3 separate regions of the Mus musculus genome follow, and all the other regions are linked to region 1. The links are chromatin contacts, called in public Hi-C and HiChIP or PLAC-seq maps. All regions are on one chromosome and are shown on one strand. The core of a region is the stretch at or near the end of the contact, and the rest is flanking DNA. Distances in the headings are between cores, read along the strand shown.

The links. Hi-C and Micro-C count contacts between places; a contact is called where the count stands out from the background. HiChIP or PLAC-seq counts read pairs in DNA pulled down with a chosen protein or histone mark.
Region 2: a contact with region 1 is called in an H3K4me3 HiChIP or PLAC-seq map of bone marrow-derived macrophages, with 3 times the contacts expected there. The contact joins two enhancer-like sites. A contact is called at or near these places in 1 of 484 Hi-C or Micro-C datasets (embryonic fibroblasts), 8 of 115 datasets of contacts at active chromatin or transcription factors (acute myeloid leukemia, bone marrow-derived macrophages, embryonic basal ganglia and 4 more) and 1 of 9 other capture datasets (embryonic stem cells).
Region 3: a Hi-C map of bone marrow-derived macrophages shows a contact between it and region 1, with 22 read pairs. The contact joins two enhancer-like sites. A contact is called at or near these places in 5 of 15 datasets of contacts at CTCF or cohesin (the NIH/3T3 cell line, embryonic stem cells, liver and 1 more), 77 of 484 Hi-C or Micro-C datasets (the AML12 cell line, B cells, the C2C12 cell line and 35 more), 8 of 115 datasets of contacts at active chromatin or transcription factors (acute myeloid leukemia, astrocytes, bone marrow-derived macrophages and 4 more) and 1 of 9 other capture datasets (embryonic stem cells).

What each region holds. Positions count from the first base shown.
Region 1 is chr10:120,692,503-120,696,474 of GRCm38.p6, forward strand. It overlaps Gm35062 (a long non-coding RNA gene), which reads left to right. Exons shown (of 3, transcript XR_872122.1): 2 at 2,098-2,309; 3 at 2,649-2,677. Among named protein-coding and RNA genes, the nearest start is that of Gm35062, 6.1 kb to the left of the region's middle. Within about 2 kb of position 2,184, at least 25 of the 459 cell types and tissues checked have an H3K27ac peak or open chromatin away from gene starts, as enhancers often do. A contact at or near this core is called in the NIH/3T3 cell line, bone marrow-derived macrophages and embryonic fibroblasts, where this site is marked.
Region 2 is chr10:120,401,223-120,405,195 of GRCm38.p6, forward strand. The region is part of intron 3 of Hmga2 (high mobility group AT-hook 2); the gene reads right to left. Among named protein-coding and RNA genes, the nearest start is that of 9230105E05Rik, 14 kb to the left of the region's middle. Within about 2 kb of position 1,944, at least 28 of the 459 cell types and tissues checked have an H3K27ac peak or open chromatin away from gene starts, as enhancers often do. A contact at or near this core is called in bone marrow-derived macrophages and embryonic fibroblasts, where this site is marked.
Region 3 is chr10:120,306,688-120,310,430 of GRCm38.p6, forward strand. No RefSeq gene overlaps it. Among named protein-coding and RNA genes, the nearest start is that of 1700006J14Rik, 56 kb to the right of the region's middle. Within about 2 kb of position 1,739, at least 47 of the 459 cell types and tissues checked have an H3K27ac peak or open chromatin away from gene starts, as enhancers often do. A contact at or near this core is called in the NIH/3T3 cell line and bone marrow-derived macrophages, where this site is marked.

The DNA.
Region 1 (3,972 bases), core at 934-3,433:
TACAGCAATATGATTTTCAAGAAATGTATCATCTCGTACCTAATAGATTGCTTTTATCAATAAAGCCTACTTGAGGTATGTGTTAAAATTGTGATGGATAATTCAATTTTTTTTTTATTTTGGGGGGGAGGAGAGTGTGGAGCTAGAATTAAACCCAGCACATTGGCAAGCCAGGCAAGTTCTCTACCATTGAGCCACACTGCCAAGTCCCCTGAAAGTGATTTTTAATATCGTCTGCCTCAAGGCGACTGACAACACGATCCCCTTTGGTGTTTTGTGTAGGCAAATTCGTTTTCTGTGTAGACAGACATATAGACTTTACCTGAGCCCAGGGAACGCTGGGATATGAGGAAATGCAGAGTCTGCTTGCTAATGAACAAGGACAGTGGGTAGCATTCCCAGCATTTTAGGGGACAGCAGAGAGAACAGCTTAAAAATTAAACACCTTCATTTCTACCTTAGATTTACACTACCAACCCTCTTGCTTTCCTCTGCTTTCTCCTGTTCCTCCTCCACCTCTCCCTTCTCCATCTCTTCCTCCTCCCTGTTCTTCTTCTCCATTTCTCTGTAGTTATTCCTTTGAGATCTGCCCAGGTCCTCCTTTCTCATCCATGGTTCACATCCCATCACCTAACACTGCTCACAATCATCCGGGGAGACACACTTTCACTTACACACTTTTCAAACAGGAAGTTAAGAAAGCACAATGGAACCGAGGCTGAGCTGAGCTATTGTCCTGGAAAAAGATCTCATTACAATGATATGAAAGGGTTTTGTTTTTTGGGGTTTTGGTTTTTTTGGGGGGCTGTAAAACAGGAGGCATATTTATGCCCTCCTAAAGATGAATAGACTTATTTATAGGTAGGCAGACATTCCATATGATAAGCTAAAATTAATCATGCTGCTGAAGAGGTTGGAGTCCAAATTAAATATAGAAGGGCAGCCCGGCTCTTCCTCTGGTGTGCTTTAATGAAGACTACAGAGGCCGGAGAAATATTTATATTCTTTCATTCATATTTTCGGAATTGCCTCATGTCTCAGTCCAGACACACCCCACACCCCCATCCACACACACAATCTCTCATTTAAGGGAAGGAACTTCAAAATGAACGTGGATATTCTCAACTCAGTGTATCTTGAAGAAGAAGAAGAGGAGAAGAGGAGGAGGTAGAGGAAAGGAAGAAAGGAAAAGAGAGGGGTGAGAGAGGGGGGGTATTAGTGGGACTGCTCTTTTTAAAAACAGCAGCTCCCTTAAAACCAGATGACTTCCGTGGGTGATACACATGGGGTTCACCTACCAGTACTTTGTACAGCACATGATGTCTTAGGGGGAGTGAGTGAGTGAGAGAGAGACTTGGACCAGTACTTAGACTGTCTTTAGGTGACTGCCATAGGTTTCCCCAGTGAGCGCCATAGATAAGGGTTCTTTCCCAAGCTGCCTAACTGCCTGTGGTTGACAAAAGTCCCTGTCAAGCACTTGGGGTAATGTAGTTAAAGATGGATGCTAGTGGTGAGGGAAGACTCTTTAAGCCAAATGTCTTGCTGCCTTCTCCTGATGAAGTTCAAGGGTAGAGATGACCTGTCTTCCTATGTTTCCTATTAACAGTAGGACTAGAGACCTCAGCTGAACTGCAGAATCGAGGGTCAGGAAGAGACTCCTAATTATTCTGGTCTTGAGTCAGGCTTAAATGATATCTCTTCCATTCTGGCTCCACATCCAGATTCTCTCTGCAGAGTCACATAGCTGGATCATGGCACCCCAAGTGAGAAAATAACATCTTCAGACAGTGGGAGATAAGGAGGCAGAGGAGTGTCCCAGGCCTGGGCGGGGGGCGGGGGAGGGGCGTGCATGTTGATATCACTGAGTTATGAACTATTTCCTTTTAATCCGGTTTCAAAAGATGACTTCCTCCATATGTGATTAATTCTGCCTATAACTACAAGGAACTGCATATTTTAGAGCCGGAGTGTCATCAGTACGAATGTTTAAACAATCTCTGTGGTCTCTTTCCCACACACTGATTTAACATGTATATAAAAAGGCTTTCGGAATGAGCGTTTCACATTTGCTTCTCGAACTTCACCGTCTGTTTTCAGTAAATCGTGAAGATGAAACTCTCCCCATTCATGCCTGGAGCGCTGGCCAATTGCAACTGCGGAATGCGCATTCAGGACCTCTCACGAATGCGGTTCCCTTCTCGCGAACCCAGCCCGCCCAGCCTGCCGCCTGTTCTTTCCCCAACGAAATCAACAAGACCGCAGCGGAAAGGTTTCATGGTCAAGAAGGCTGACCTAGTCTCCTAATGAATGTGAGAACAGTAGGGGCCACATAGGTTCAAGTCCTCCCTCCCTCCTACATTTGCATCTGTCCCCACCCTGTAATGGCCCCAGTTCACATTTTACTGCTGTATTGGGAGCAGAATCTCTTTTCAGTTTAAAGTGTCCCAGGTTGAACTGAGATCTGTATGAGACTGTCTACTGTCACATCCAACTGAGGTCTCTACTGTTCGGTTGCTTTATGTAGGAGAAGGGGGTGGTTTGGTTTGGTCTGGTCTGGCTTTTTGTTTGTTGTCTGTTTTTGTTTGTTTTGCTTTTTGTTTTTTGTTAGTTTGTTTTTTTGTAATTGTTGTTGTCTTTTTTCAAGACAGGGTTTCTCTGTGTAGCCTTGGCTGTCCTGAAACTCACTCTGGAGACTGGCCTCCAACTCACCGAGATCCACCTGTTTCTGACTCCCAAGTGCTGGGCTTAAAGGTGTGTACTGTTGCTACCACCCTCTCAACCTGTGTTTTCTGGCTCTCACCTTGTTTTTTTTTTCTGGGTGTAGCAGCAATTGGTGCTGGAATTCGAATCCCAGCATCTCCTTTCAAGCGGGCGAAACCGTCAGAAACCAATCTCAGAGTTAACAAAGTTAGCTAACAAAGACAAGACCTCTGCAAAACGGAAGACCACAACGTCCCCATCCCGGACGTCATCTGCTGCCCTTCTTGACCTGACTCAGGAGATAAACGCCCATTCTCCAGGGCGGGCAAGTAAAGTCATTAGAGCATAGACAGTGGGAGAGAGTGGCTCCTCTCCCTGATAAGATGGAAACAGAGAACCAAAGACCCTTGAAGAAGGGAGGAGAGGTGGCAGAGGTGGAGACTGCAGGCAGAGGCAGTTTACAAGGGCAGAGGCAAAATGGAGTCTTTTGTTTGGAATTTCAAAACAGCCAAGACAGAGCATTAAGGCAAGTCAAGGGTTTTTTTGTTTTTGTTTTTGTTTTTTTTTCTGAGCAGGAAGGCTAGTGTGAGGTGCCACAAGGACTGTGTTCAGACAGCAGGCCCTCCTCAGAAGAGATAAATTGTTGATGTGCCTAGCAAATATTCTCTGAAAGGTTCCCCAACCTCAGACGGTACCACCAGTATTCAGGGCAGAACTACGGGCTTCCCAGTGTACCCAGAGACTGAAGAGCACAGCCCCCCTCCCAGTTGTCTGTTTTCATTACAATTAAACATTCTACATTCTGGGAAAGAGAGAGTCCGCAAGCAGGAGGTAAATATTTTTGCCATCTTTGAAAAAAGGATGAAGGCTGAGAGTCACAAAATTACATTGATTTAAAGAAGTAGGGGAAATTGATATGTTTTGCTCACTTCGGTTTGTAGGCTGAAATTTATTCCACATATGTCTTTATAAATATTTAAGTATATAAAACCAAATGTTTAATATAAGATCCACATTGTAAATATTCCTTTGAGAGTATTTTTCTGCATGGACTGGAATGGCTGAACTTCTTAAAATATAAGTCCAAGGGGCGGAGGGGACAGAGCCTGCGTTTTTGGTAACCCTCCCTGGAATACCCACAGGCTGTCTCCACTGCTGCAAGGAGTTTTAATGTACATTTAAAATTCTAAAATTCTGAACTTTTTTTTTTTTTTTTGTCTCTTCCAACATTTTCCTTGTCCATTTCCCATGCAAAGAATCCCTGGATGGTGG
Region 2 (3,973 bases), core at 694-3,193, 290 kb before region 1:
GGGGAATGATACCTCAGGTGAACTAACCCCTGACTCATACATGTACACACATGCACACACACACACATGCATGCACGCACACATACACATGCACACATATATATATACATGCACACATACATATACATGCACATACACATGTGCGCACGTGCACACACACACACACACACACACTCACACTGGAACATTCCCAGAGAAAGTCTGGAGTAACTAACTGTGCCTATAGAACCTGCTTCTCCAAAGATATTTTCACACTATATCTTCATTTAAAAGGGAGAATTTAAGAATGGTCCTGCTTCCACGCAAGAACTCATTAAAGCATTTAAAGGCTAACTGAGCACTTGAGGGCCTTTTTGTACTCTCAAAATAGTTATTTTTTTTTTAAACTTGACTTTTACATAGGTTTAATAACATTCACATTTCAAACACTGTATTGGCCCATGGTGTCCCACTAAATATCAGACATTATCCTAAGACAGTCTACATTTCAAGGCTTGTGAAAGCTGTGACCCAGTCAAGCCAAGGAACCATCTAGCTAAAAACCAGCAGAGCTGAGGTCCAACTTGAAGTCCTTGAATGGATTTCAAACCCAATATTTCCCTGCCCGTCCCCCTCCCCGGAATTTTAGCCTATTCTGCCAAGTACTCTGTGAGGGCTGGCTGCCTGTCAACCGCACCATGTTGGCTCATTTTTCTAACATCCACGTGAATGACTGTAATTCTATAGATTGTTTCCTTGGGTGGCTGAAGAGCTGATAAACACAATGAAGAATCCCAAGGAACAGAGCCACAGAGAAGAACCCCACATCCTGGCCACTGACGTCATCCTGCACACATACCAATGAGACGAGTTTTGGACACACTGAGAACAATGTCTGAGAGCTCTGTTCTTTGTTGAAACCTACTCGGCTTCCAGGGAACATTCTTTCCTTCATTTGCTTATTCATTCGTTTATTCAAATGTAACACAGATGAGGTCACAGGGTTGGGTCTATTTTTTTTTTTCTGTGTTGAAAAGTTTTAAATTAATGTTCTTTGCAGAAAACTAATTCCTGAATATAGAAATGCACCAATTTCACTTTGATGTTAATTTTTTAAAAAGCTCATTTAGCTTACGAACACAAATAAAAATAATTTAAATATCCGTCACTTGCCTTTAGAATCGTCTGTGGAGGGTGTCGAGGAAAAGAACAGAGGGGTGTTCAGGGCTTTAACAATGATCAGAAGAGAAGAGAGCTTACTGAGTGACTAGATCAGGAATCAGCATTGCAAGCCTGCTCATGAGAGCTCCTAAATGTGTATATACGTACACATACATGTATGTAGTGTATGCGCATATATATGTGATCATATACACAATATATTTGTATGTGTATAGATACAAATATACACGTGTGTGTTGTGTATCTATGCATACATACACCTATGTGCATGGGTGTGTATATGTGTGTATACATGGGTGTCTGTGTATTGTATGTCCATGTGTGTGCTGTAGCCCACAGAACATAGTCTTTAGTAACAAGATAGCACTGCAGTTGCCTCATTCCCCTTTGGTCACGATCGTAAAATAATTTGAAGCATGAAATTGTTAATAAGCATACAGCAACACATAGTGAATCCCAAACCTTTACCATCCTCTGTGTCACTGTTTTCTCAAAGATGCCCTGGGTCTGTGTGTGTGGAGAAATGTGGGGATTCTTTATCATGTAAGAGACCTCACCCTCACAAATGTGACAGAGGAAACCAGGCGAGAAGCTAAACAGAGTTCCATTTGCTGTTGATGGCAATTCAGATGAACCAGTGCTCTTTGGAGTCTTGTCTTTGGGAAGAGCCAGTGTTAGCTGTCATTATTTAGCATGGAGTTGGCCATGCTTAGATAATAGGAGAATCAGATGCAGAGCTTAGTGTGACTGTGACCCAGCCTGTCTCCTGTGTTCTCATCGTGCTGTCACTGCCCAACTTCCCTTGGACCTCTGCCAAGTGGAGTGCCAGCAGAGAAGCCACTCTGACCAGGTCGTGGAAGCTAGCTGCTCCATCACCTGCTTCGGGGAAGGCTGGAAGTCTAGAGAGGTTCTCAGGAGCCCGATTCTCAGAACAACCAGCCCCATTATTAAACCATTCTTTAATCTAAAAGCTAACTTTAATGTCAAGTGTAGATTTGGTACATTTGTTAGTCCAGCTTTTGAATATCTACTTTCTGTGACAAGACCCGGATCGTCCCTGCATCCAACTGTGGGGCCCGGAGGCATTTTCAGTAACTTTAGTTGGCCTTGAATGCTATAATTATCAAATATCCCAAGTGTGTTGGGTGTACAGAGGGTTGTTCTAAAATGAAGGGTTCGAGGGGGTTGGGGAGGGGGATGAATTCAATCAAACTGCTTCATGCACATAAGAAAAGTTATAACAACCCCATTCTGTATTTTAGCGCACATTACTGAAAAGAGTGAAATGCTGATGAGTTGTGTGTCAGGACACAGCACTGTGTCTTAACGTCCTAGGACTGGCCATTCCTGAAGTCTGTAGGGGCTCCACTGAGGAAGAGAATAGGGGTCTAGAGAAAATTACCAAGCAGTTCCCCCTGCTGCTGACATTCAGTGACTTGTCACTGCTACGCCTAGTCTGTATTTCAGAAACTTGAGCATTGAATTCGGAGCTTCCAAATTTAATGAACCCAGAGAACAGCGGCTCCGCAGCCTTCATCTTTAACAAAAGGGAAAGCTGTGGAAAAAGGAGTCTCTAGACACCAAGGAGGCCAGGTGAGGCGAGTGTGTTTACTGATATAGCTCCCCTAGCCTCCTCCTGTGATCTCTTTCCATTTCCCTGTCTCTTCTTCCTTTCTGCCCATTCTCACATATCCTCTACTCTCTGCTGTAACTTTAATTTACCCTTTTCTTTGTCCTACTGAGTGTGGATAGACTTCACCATCAATGCCCAAAATGCAACATGTACAGTCTCCAACCAAAGGACCTCAGTGGGCTACAGAGGAGTCACACGGCGAGTCTAGGGAATGTGAACTCATGAGAAGGGTTGAGGCTTTCCGGCCCAACGCTGAGTGATCGCATGTTCTACCACAGATGTGGAGGCTAACGTCTTGGACCTACCATAGGGTATACCGCTGTGCTGAATGGACTTGCACACAATTCTGTCTCTGAGTCTCTGCTCATGGATGCTGTACTTCAGTATGACGTCTATGTGGACAAAGCAGAGGCATGACTTCATGCTAGAAGCACAGTGATTTGGTTAATTGGGTCAAGGAGCCCCATTTTTATGTCATTACCTTCACCCCTCTCCCTCTTCCACTACCCCCCTTCTCTTCCTTCCTTTTCTAAAGTTTTTCCCTCACATGAGAATTTGTCACTCTTAGCCTAAAAAGGGATGTGAGAAAATTTGAATTTGTCTTGCCTGTGAAGGCAAAATTCAAAAGATGCCTGTAGAAAGATTAAACAGAAAACTAGGGACGCTAAATATTCTGCATAAGAGGAACACATCTGAGATTGGAAAAAAAAAAATCAATCCATAGTTTAAATTTCCTGCCTGTGGGGCACAGCACACCTTACACCCTCTTAAATGCCACAGGTAATATAATTTATATTAAATGGGGCAGGTCCCAGCAGAAATTTGTACTGGCGCCAGGCAAAACAATTACTTTGATGTGAGCTTTGGAAAGTATTGTGGCTTATACAGGTATGGGATTAATGTGCAGACAAACAGAAGGCTTGAATGTACATTTTGGAGTTAAAATGATTTAGTTACTAACACGATTACTAAGGGTAGTACACCAACAAATTAAAGTTAACCTCCTTTATTCACTTTTAAAAATTAGATCAACAGTTTAAAAGTAAGAAAACCTCTAGGAGTTTGTAAAGCTACAGCTCCCTAGAAAGGAAGCAAAGCCAGCAAATGTGTCTAGAGAGAAACCTTTCAGAGCTGATGGCAGGATATGTGTTGTAAAGGCAATTACAGTGGAATTCAGGT
Region 3 (3,743 bases), core at 489-2,988, 390 kb before region 1:
GGCCTAGGGCCTCCCTACAAGTCTATGCTGGAGTGCCATATTGATAGCTGTGCAGCAACAAGAGAGAAAACAAACAAACAAACAACATTGAGAAGCTGCCATTTTAAGGACCAGGGTGGAAGTATCTGCATGTATGTGTGTCTGCTGGCCATCTGTTGTCACAAGATGCCATCTGAAAGCAGGAGGACTGCTGGGTATCATTCTCATGTGCCCAGAGGAGAAAGCTAATGGTTTTGTGAGCTCATAGAATTGTCTGTCTGCTGGCATTTCTGCCAACGTGTTAACTGGCAATATCCCACCATGGGATCCCTCATCGGTTGGTGTTCACAATGGTGGTTTACGATATAAGCAGCTCATAGCACCCTTACCGAAGTGAAAGTCGGGTGCACATGACAACCCAGGACTCTATTTCTCTGAGTGTAATATATTTCTGATTCTTTCAATGAGTACGTTGTAAGAAAATACCCAGCGTGATGTTTGTGCTGCCCAGGGCTCCTCAGAATTTGAAATCTCCCAGTGTGCATATTGAGTTTCCTCTTTTCTGTCAACAAGGGGGATAGTTCTTCGAGTCAGCTCTCCCACAGTCTCTACCAGTAAATATTTCCAGTGGTGAATGGTTCCAGCAGTGTTTTAGGGTTTTACTGCTGTGAACAGACACCATGTCCAAGGCAACTCTTATAAGGAGAGCATTTAATTGGGGCTGGCTTACAGGTTCAGAGGTTCCGTTCATTATCATCAAGGCATGGCATGGCAGCATCCAGGCAGGCATGGTGCAGGAGGAGCTGAGAGTTCAACATCTTGTTCTGAAGTCAAACAGGAGAAGATGGGCTTCCAGGCAGCTAGGATGAGGGTCCAAATTATTTATTTATTTATGTGAGTACACTGTTGCTGTCATCAGACACACCAGAAGAGGGTATCTCATCTCATTACAGATAGTTGTGAGTCACCACGTGGTTACTGGATATTGAACTCAGGACCTCTGGAAGAGCAGTTGGTGCTCTTAACTGCTGAGCCATCTCTCCAGCCCTAGGATGAGGGTCTTAAAGCCCACACTCACAGTGACACACTTCCTTCAAAAAGGTCTCACCCACGCCAACAAGGCCACACCTCCAAATAGTGCCACACACTCCCTGGGCCAAGCATATTCAAACCACCACAAGCATGGCCCATCATTTCTTGTATTTTGCCACAGTGATTTTTTTTCTTACCGTCCAATCCTATCTGTTTAGAATAGTTCTTATACAATCTGTGAAACATCTGGTTGTCACTCTTCCTGGATTTATCTTGCAGCCAAGCGGTTGGACCATCTGCAAGTCTTACCTTCTTTTAAATCACTTAAAATCTTTCTGATGTCTACCAGTTTTCACGCACAACTCACAGTATATTAGCTGCTGCTCTCTTGTGGCTCTCTGTGTGTGATAAGAAGAGCGCTCTAATAGTTCCCTGTCTTGGAGTTTTTTGCTGACCTTTACTTCTTACTCAGAGATAGATGTTCGCTTCCCAAGTTTTTTTTTTTTTTTTTTTGGTCATCCTCCCCATTCAGTATCATGTCTTCTTCTGCAATGGTTTTGTTTTATTTTTTGCTTTTATTCGTGAGGCAGGGCCTTACTATGCACATTAGACTGGCCTGGAACTCACAGACACCCTCTGCCTTTTCTCTGTTGGGATTAAAGTGTGTACCACAATGCTCCCTTTAGCTTTAAATTTTTTTTTTAGGAGCAGTGTATCTCAGGGTTATGTGTTAGTGACTCACAGACAGGCTGCATTCTTTGCTGGGTTTGCAAAGTATAATTGCAGAATGGGTGAGGGTAATTCATTTGACATATGTAATAATGGTTTAAATTTGCACTGTTTGAAGTCTTTAGTGAATGCAAACAGCTGCTCAATGTGTGTGTGTGTGTGTGTGTGTGTGTGTGTGTGTGTGTAAATGATCATGTTTTGTGTGAAAATGACTTAGGCAAATAAATTTTTCTTTAAAAGTTACAGAATGCTCATTCTTCAATGGGCTTCTGTTGTCTGAAACTTACAACTTGAAACCTATGATGTCAGTCAAAGGCATTAAAGAAGTAATTTTCCAGCAACAAGGTATGAGTGATAAGGTGTCCTTTTCTTTAAGACTCATCTGCATCCCAGAGGTAGAACTCTCCCAAACTAGGGCTTTCTGGGAGTGAGTCAGAGTCGGTCTGCCTCTTCCTTCTGTGCTCATGATTCAGAGCCTCGTGAGTCAGTGGCCACCTCGTAATGAGGACACTCAAGGTCACCTTGGGGACAGTGTTCCGAGTCTGACTTGAATTTGGAGGAACTGACTTGTTCAGTGTCAGAGGGGGCCATGCCTCCCAGCTCTGGTACCCCGCCTGAAGCTCATCAGCCCTCCCATGCATGCCCTTTCCTTTGCATAACAGGTTTCTAGGCACTTTCATCCATCAATGTTAAAAGTGTCTTTCCTGATGGATTACTCATTTATACATTTGAATTAAGATTTTTTTTCATTACCCAGTTCTATCACAGCTGGCATAATGAGCAATGTCAAGTTCTAAAACTATATTGTGACAACACTTTAACTTGTTATGCTTTGCCTGTGGATGTAATTAAGGCAGCGTGTTTGGTATCAGTTTATTCTTAAAAAGCAAAGTAGAAGCAGATGAGATGTATTTATAGACTCATCAAACAATGAATGGATGAAAGCAGAAAAGCAATGAATGGGGAGATGTCAGCCAGGATGGAGGAGGGACCCACTGCCAATCTCATTTCCAGACCAACTATTTGGAATTTATTCCAAAGACAGCTGTCCCTTGATTTACAGTAGGGAGAAAATGACATTTGTAAGACTATCGTACCATACTTCAATAAACTTCTACAGTTGGGGTGGGGGCTAGCTTCAGTTTCTGTGGTCAGAACCCCACCTGGAGGAAGCCAGGAAAAAAAAAATCTGGGGAACGAAGGAAAATCCTTAGGAAACACAGGAGGGTTGCAATGTGGTTCTAGCCCCCGAGAGCTATTCTGATTTGTAGCCAAAGCTACATGAGGGTGGGGGAGGGGAGTGGGTCATGGTGCAGAAAATGGACGGGAGAAGAGGATAGTGCAGAAGACAAAACCAGAGTATAAACCCCAGGGAATTCTGTTTTCGGAGCAGACAAAGAAGAAACATGGACTGCAGAGCTTGAGGCGCACAGATCCGTCTCTCTGTTTCCTTGTGAACTGGGCAAGCCTGTTCCCTTGATTGTGAAATGAAACACAAAAGCTGTCAAAAACTCCCAGGCATGTGTCTAACATTAGTCACAGGTGAGGCCGAGCCAATCTGCACTGTATTGAGCACAGTCGAGGGGCGGCTTGGGTGGAGGACATACAGTCAAGCCGGGGGTGGGGGCCCTGTTTTTTAACCCTCCATATCTCACAGTCTGTGGGAAAATGGCTTGGGTATAATGTAAGTCCTGTGTTATCTGGGGTGAGTGGCAGTTATGGGGCCTCACCAGGAATGTTCACGAGTGACTTTTAGAAGACATGCCAATTCTGATTATATATATATATATATATATATATATATATATATATATATATATATATATATATATGGATGCTTTTATTGATATATTTTCATCAACTAGAAAAGGAATATATATATTGCATATAATTATATATATAATATATATATTCCTTTTCTAGATGATGAAAATATATCAATAAAAGCATCCAGGAAGCATGAACTGCAGGAGATTTAGAAGGGGATTTCTTTAGCTTGTTGT